2 separate regions of the Arachis hypogaea genome follow, and region 1 is linked to region 2. A link is a contact called in public Hi-C data. All regions are on one chromosome and are shown on one strand. The core of a region is the stretch at or near the end of the contact, and the rest is flanking DNA. Distances in the headings are between cores, read along the strand shown. Region 1 holds the start of LOC112715718 (protein DOWNY MILDEW RESISTANCE 6). Region 2 holds the start of LOC112715715 (F-box protein 7-like).

Region 1 (3,630 bases), core at 734-3,233, 510 kb after region 2:
GCAATAAGTTAAAAGATATCGAATCATTTATAATTAATTACACTAAATGATTTTAATTAACATTGATTGTGTAACAGTAGCATTAATCCTTGATAGAATTGCATCTTTAGAATACGCGCGTGTAGGAATTTATATTCACTGCTATAAAGTATAAATTATACTTGATCGAAGTTGTTCAATCTTAAATATCATTTATTCAAATTAATTAATAATGTAAGAAAAGAAAAATTTTTATTGTTTTGGACTAAATTCTTTTGGTTATCAACTTTTTTCTTTTTTTTATTGTATTCCCATTCAATGAATTAAAAATTAATTTTTTATAAATTAAAAATTTTATTTAAATATTTGTTATTGATTAATTAATTATCGCATACATGAGGCGAAATTCAAATTTTTTAACATTTATATAAGCATACAAGTCAAATATCTACTTGACCATTATATTCTAAGTTGATTAATTAACTCTGTTTTAATAATCCATGCAACTCCACTACTTGTGTATGCGGGTTCAACCTCTTAGGCCCTTTAATTTTGCCTAACGCATAATTAGTAATTAAATGGGTAAAGTATTATTTTATTTTTAGTATTTTAATTGAAAATTAGAATTGTTTCCAACATTTTTGCTCTTTTATAAAACGTTCTTAATCATAATAAGTTTTTAAAAAGGTTAAAATTAACTTTTGAAGGATAGGGAGGTTTCTGAAAAAAAAATTAAAGACGATTTTAATTTTCAATAAAAATTTTAAAAATTAAAATAATATTTTATTTTAATTAAATTAAATTAGATAAAGTATATTTTTATTTTTTTAAAATTTATTAAAAATTTTTAAAATATTTTTAAATTTTATTTCATTTTGTCTTAAAATAATTTAATTTGCATTAAATTTATCTTTAACTACTATTTTTTAAAAAAAAATTATAATCAATTTAACAATAATTTTATAAGAGCAACTTTTAATATAAATAAATTAGACATAATTATTATATATTGTTGTTGAATTATTTTTAAATTTTTAAAAATTTAGTTATCAATAATATACATTTATTGCAAATAAAAAATTTTTGAAATTAAATTAAAAAAATTAAAAAATTTTTTAAAACTTTTAACAAAATTTCTGAGACAAACTAAAAAATATACTTTATCCAAATTGAATTAAACAAAATGTTTGTAAGAGCTCAGAAACTCGGGGAGTTCACTAGTAATATATAGAGTGCAGTGTCGTTTTATAGGATGAAACTCTCAAGTCTTAACATCAATATGTATAGTTTTTCTTTAATTAGAAGTGCAGGTTTAACAAATTCTGATTAATTGTCTTTGTTAAATGTAAAAGGTCACTCGAGTGTAGCTTCTTATATGTGTCGGACCTTTATTTTTATTTAATAAATCGAGAATTTTTTTAAATATTTGTATTTTATCGTTAAAAACATTTTAAAAAACAACGTAGGTTTTCTGTATATCATTACTTGATTAGTATAAAATGTCACAGAGAAAAAAACTTTTATAACTTTATGTTATGATCTTGATCATTCATATAAGATTCATCTGTCCAAATTTCATATTTTCGGCGTTCTCGTTGTATAATAACATTAGTGTACTAATAAATACTAATATTTTTATTCATATATTTTTTAATTTATTAAATATATATAAATAACAAATATGATATTAAAGTATATAGCATATATAATCTTATATATCACATTAATTTAAATTCAAAATTTATAACTAAATTGTTAATGAATAATGTTATTACATGACAAATAAAATTTATTATTTTTTATTAACATTTAATAACACTTTGAATATTGAGTGTTAAATTTTAAGTTTTATATAAAAATAAAATATTAACTAATATTAATAAAAAATATTCATTACTTATTATCAATTAATTACTAAAATAATGAAAGGCATCCACAGTTCCACACCCTTTTACAAGGGGATCTAAGAGAATACTTATAGGACTAAGATAGAGTAGACCAATAGAAGTGCGACAACGTAGACTTAAGTCAATGCAAAATAGTCTTTCTACTTCACCCACATCCCTAATGAAGGCTTCACATTATTATATAAATGAATAACATATCACTCTGCTTCTACCTCATCTTCCTCGAACCTCCTTACTCCTTAGTAAGACCAAACTCCAAAAGAGAACCGGGCTCTCTGCTTTTCTGTCCTGTTTTTTTGTTTAATCTTTCTTTTCTTTGGTGCCTTTAATTTGTTTTGTCCTCTTCCCCATCATATCCTTGTTATTACCTATCTTCATAAATAAATTAATGGACGCCAAAGTGCTCTCTTCCGGAATCCGTTACTCAAACTTGCCCCAAAGCTATGTCAGACCAGAATCCGAGCGTCCTCGTCTCTCCGAAGTGTCTGAGTGTGAAGATGTTCCTATCATCGACCTTGGTTCCTCCGACAGATCCCAGATTGTTCAACAAGTCGGTGATGCCTGCAAGTTCTATGGCTTCTTCCAGGTCCCACTCCATTTTCAAAATATTCCCCCTATACTTTTAATAATCCTATAAACTAAAATTAATTATTAATATAAAATATATAAAAATAAATTAAATAATACATTTTTTTAGTTTCATAACATTCTCATTCTTTAAAATAGTTTTATTCTCGATACACCGAAATTATAATATGATTGTAGAATACATAGCATGTGCATAGTATGTACTAAAAATATATGTTTATTTGATGTTGGTTAATGATGAACTTAAAAAGGTTATAAATCACGGGGTGGCTCTAGAGGAAGTGAAGAGAATGGAAGAAGTGGCATATGAGTTCTTCAAGTTGCCGGTGGAGGAGAAGATGAAACTATACTCAGATGACCCATCAAAGACAATGAGACTCTCCACAAGTTTCAATGTAAAGAAAGAGACTGTGCATAATTGGAGAGACTATCTTAGGCTCCATTGCTATCCCTTGGATAAGTATGTCCAAGAATGGCCTTCTAATCCTTCATCTTTCAAGTAAGTCTCTTTTTCTTATTAATTACTCTTCTTAGCCAACACCCCAGACGTATATGGGTGGACAAATTGGTCCTCATCACAAAGTCTTAACTCTTAATTACTACTATTACTGCTTTTGTATATTTATCTCAAGTTTTCTTTTCATTAAAGAGCAAAATGTTAAGCGATATTTATGAAGGGCCCTCTTGCATTCTCTCGTAATAAAACAAATTAACATGTAACATTTTTGTTACAATATATATTTAGTAGCACTTTTTATCTTGGATTTCTTTTTTGGGATTTTTTTCTCAATAAAAATTAAAGATGTACAAATTTTATGGACGGAGACGAGAAGATAATAAATTACTCTAGAAGACAATGACGTCCACAGACACATATATATTAACTACGAGCACGTGTTTATTTTCACTTTTACCATATTTATCAAAATTTAATTGTGTGTTAGACTAATAATTGTTGCGATACATAGAGTGATGGGGTGTGGTCCAACTCGAATCTTACATCACATGTACGAAAATAAAAATAAAAAACAATGTTAATTCACAAGTCACAAGGTGGACTTTCTTATTTTATTTAACATTTGTAGTCTCCATTTAAAACTTAAAAATAATTTACTATTCTTTCTTCCTTTAGACAAGAGAACACAATCTTTCTTTT
Region 2 (4,047 bases), core at 79-2,578:
CTAAAAATAATCTTTGACCTTGTAAAGCAGAAAAAGCCATCAACATACCTGATTTAGTTTCCCCTTTGTGAGAATCTTCTATATAGTCTTCCCTTATCTCCACAAGACCCTCCTGTGCCAAAATCAAATATCATCACAAGCAAATCAATCAGTTAAGAAAACTTCATGAACACTTTCATATGCATGCATGATAAAAGCACAAGACGGATCAAGTCCCATTAAAAATGTATCACAAGAATATATTTGCATTCAATGTCATATGCTAAGGAGTAATGTACATTACATTGCACCAGAGGTCCATATTTCCCAGCTTTAAAATATTAAAAACAAAATTAACAAATCAAATAAAAATAAATCCTTCAAAATAATAATAATAATAAAGAAAAAATATGCATCAACAGGTTCAACAATGCCTTTTAAGTCCAAACCATACATTAGAAACGCACCGCAGCTTCAGCAATTGTTTGACCGAAAAATATGGCCTCTGCTTGAAGGTCCTTGATCATGGCTTCTAGAGAATCAAGTTGTGACTCTAATCCCTTCCCTCTCCATTTCAATATCTCAGCGGTCTATTTGGAAGTTCTCTCTGCATAATATCCTTCTCCCAAAAGAACCTACGAATCAAAACAAAACCACTTCTCAAACATGGAAAGCAAAAATGTAGGAATTGAACAGGGCAAAAACAGAACCTACCTGAATAAAATACAAGGTACCATTTATTGAAATATAAAACTATATGACACATAAAATTCCAAGTTTTCCATTTTTTATCACTCAAGTTTTCTGTGAACGCACCACATATTAAAGCCTTTCTCAAGTGCAAAATTAAGAGAAAGCAAAAATAGAGGGAATAAGAAAAAGAGAAAAAGGAATAAACCTCACCTCAACTAAACTGAATAGATGGTTGCAAATGGTTGTGAGAGTAAGATTGATAATGTTGTTGTTAGGGTTTGTTGGTTTGTTTAGTGTGTAATGGTTTTGATTGTTGCAAAGAACGAAAGAAAGGGATGAATACAGTGATTCCTGAAGCCATACCTGAACAGCACAGGAACTATGATTTCAAATGAGAAGAATTCAAAATTGAATGTCATGCAAAATCATACCTGAACCGATGGATGAGTGCAGTTATTCCTAAACCGGTGGATGAAGATGACCAGCGAAGGAAGCTCCTACGATGGAGATCGTGGACGGAGCGATGGAGAGAGTGGCGGCGGTGAAAGAAGCTCCTACCATGGAGAGAGCGTGGATGGAGAGAGGAAGAAGCTCCTGCGATGGAGTGTGTGGAGTGTGAATGGATCGAGAGAGTAGGATCTGAGTCAGGGTTAACTCAATATTTCCGACGGATTTTATTTAAATTAATAATTTAATAAAACGCGCGTTTCGTCTACTTAATTACAGACAAAAAATTCATCTGTAACTATTTTTTACAAAAAAAATCATTTTTCTGACAGAATTATCGACGGATTCTCTTTTCCGTTTGTAATTTATGCTAATCCATTTTTTTTTTGTTTTTCGACAAAAAATTCCTCTGAAATTCTCTCTGTATTTCCGTGGATAAAATCCGTCAGAAATATCCGTCTATAATAACTAGTTTTCTAGTAGTGGGGGGCCTGAGACACTGATACTAAAACTTTCCCCTATTTTCTTTTCTCTATAACTTTTCAATTCTGCAATGTAATTTTCATTTTCATTTTCCATTCTTAGAGCTGTGAACAACTAAACCTCTTTCATTGGGTTAGGGAGCTCTGTGTAATTCAATGGATCAATATTAGTTTTCATATTTCTTCTTCTTTCTTTTCTCTTGATCTTGCTAGAAAGCTTTCGTTCTTCATCCAATTGGATAGTTGTCTTGAAAAAGAAGCTATTCATAAATGGATCTCCTCTGAACCTTGGAAGAAGAATGAGGAGATCATGCTACAAATACTTTCTCACATTAGATTAGATTGGGGTTTGGATGGATATCGTGACATGTAATCCTACCAACACTTTGATCTATGAATATGTGTGGTATAATCAGTGACTGCACTTTGGGCAATTGTTCATGCTTAGAGAGATTAGATTGCCAAGGAATTGGGATCTAATCACCTAAGATTGCCTAGGAGGTCAATGAATGCATTGATTGAGGAAGAGATGAAAATGAATTTGATCCGGAGAATTATAACATCTCCGGACCCCAATGAGCTTTCCCATCTCTGTTCTACCTATTCTTTTACATTATGTCTTTAATTTGATGGTCAATTTCTCCATTCCCATTTAACTTCTTGCAATTTAAGTTTCTGCATTTATATTTTTGCAATTTAATTTCAGCTATTTAATTTCTTGCTTTTTAAGTTTCTCGCCAATTTTACTTTATGCGACCCTAATTTCAAATCGATTTTAGTTCAACTAGAACAATTCTCTAATTAACATTGATCAACCAACCAATCCCTGTGAGATTCAACCTCACTCTACAGTGAGTTTTACTTGACGATAATCCGGTGCACTTGCCGGTAGGAAATTTGTTGCGAGACAAGTTTTTGTGACATCACCCTCCCTTCCCCTTCATCTTTATATACTCCCCCATCCCACACAACAACCACAATAAATTACATATGTTCCCTCTCTGCCTCTATATCCCTCTATCCCTTTAAACGCAACCCCATTCACAACTTCCCAAGGCCACCCCCTTACCCCCTTCTCCTCCTCTTTTACACTCTGTTCTTCTGTCTTTCTTCTCTATTTTACTTAAAAAAAGAATATTTTAGCATTAATTTTTATTTTCTTCTTTTTCACTTTCTTTTTCCTCTTTGTATTTCTCTAATTTGCTCGGGAACGAGCAAAAATTTTAAGTTTGGTGTTGTCGCTTTGCTTGTGTCTTTTGTTAATTTCATGGCACCAAAGACCACTCAAACCTCCAAAAAGAGGAAAGGAAAGGAACTGACCACCGGTTCTCATGTTGCATTAAGATTTTGCTCTAAATTGCATGAAGAGCATTTTTTTTGTAGGTTACTAGCAATAGGCCTGTACTTCCGGAAGTGCGATTTACACTCCAACCGGATGAATATTTGGAAATTCAGTACCAAATTCAGATACGAGGATGGCAGTTCTTGTGTAATCCGCATATGGAGGTCGGACAATTGATGATTCAAGAATTTTATGGGAATCTGTGGATCACATACAAGGATGTTTCTGGAGTTAATGAAAGGAACCACAAAAGCTTTGTGAGGGGAAGACTCATTGATTTTAGTCCAGAGACTATTCGACAGACCCTCCAATTACCACCAGTTGTGCCCACACTTTGATGCTACAGTGAGAAGGTGAACAGAGATCAGCAATTGGAGAAAGTGCTCGCTGATATTTGCATTCCATAGGCTCAATGGAAGTTTGGCGCAGAGGGGAAGCCGTGCCATCTCAAAAGCAGTGACTTGACTCCTTTGGCTAGGGGATGGCTAGAATTTATCCGGAGATCTATCATGCCCACTAGCAACCGGTCCGAGTGCACTGTGGACCGGGCCATTATGATTTATTACATCATAAAGGGAGAGATATTGGAAGTAGAGGACGTTATTGCTCAGCAAATCTATCACGTCGCCACTAACACCGTTAAGAATGCCAGGTTAGGTTCTCACATCTCATCTACTACCATCTCTGTGAGGCCGCTAGGGTAAAGATAGAAAATGACTTCCCTATTCCAGTCGAGTGACCTATCACGAAGAAGACTATGAAACTGGTCAGGGAATACCAGAGTCTCCCCAGAATAGAACAAGTGGAAGAAGAAGCTCAATAGGACCAGCCACCACTGCCTCAGGGACACTACTTTCCACCCCAAGAATACTTGCAGCAGCTCACATCCTCCATTGAGCAGATGAGGATCACACAGGATAGCCGCTGGCAATAGTACACTACGTCTATTGAGGAGATGAGGGTGACACAAAACAACTGTTGGAAGCATCTTACCACCACCCTTGATCAGATGAGAGCTACTCAGAAATCTCAGTGCTAGGAGATTTATTAGCTGAGACAGGATTATAGCCACCTAAGAGGACCGTACGTATCACAGCCAGAGGA

The links. A called contact is a pair of places that touch in the nucleus more often than the background predicts.
Region 1: a Hi-C map of an unstated tissue shows a contact between it and region 2, with 6 times the contacts expected there. The contact joins the promoter of LOC112715718 here to the promoter of LOC112715715 in region 2. A contact is called at or near these places in 2 of 8 Hi-C or Micro-C datasets (leaf and an unstated tissue).

The regions. Positions count from the first base shown.
Region 1 is chr10:77,328,640-77,332,269 of arahy.Tifrunner.gnm2.J5K5, forward strand. It overlaps LOC112715718 (protein DOWNY MILDEW RESISTANCE 6), which reads left to right and starts at 1,984. Exons shown (of 4, transcript XM_025767528.2): 1 at 1,984-2,472; 2 at 2,726-2,973. The coding sequence starts at 2,275.
Region 2 is chr10:76,815,729-76,819,775 of arahy.Tifrunner.gnm2.J5K5, forward strand. LOC112715715 (F-box protein 7-like) reads right to left here and starts at 1,329. Exons shown (of 11, transcript XM_072205004.1): 1 at 1,104-1,329; 2 at 883-1,035; 3 at 447-614; 4 at 49-112. The coding sequence starts at 506.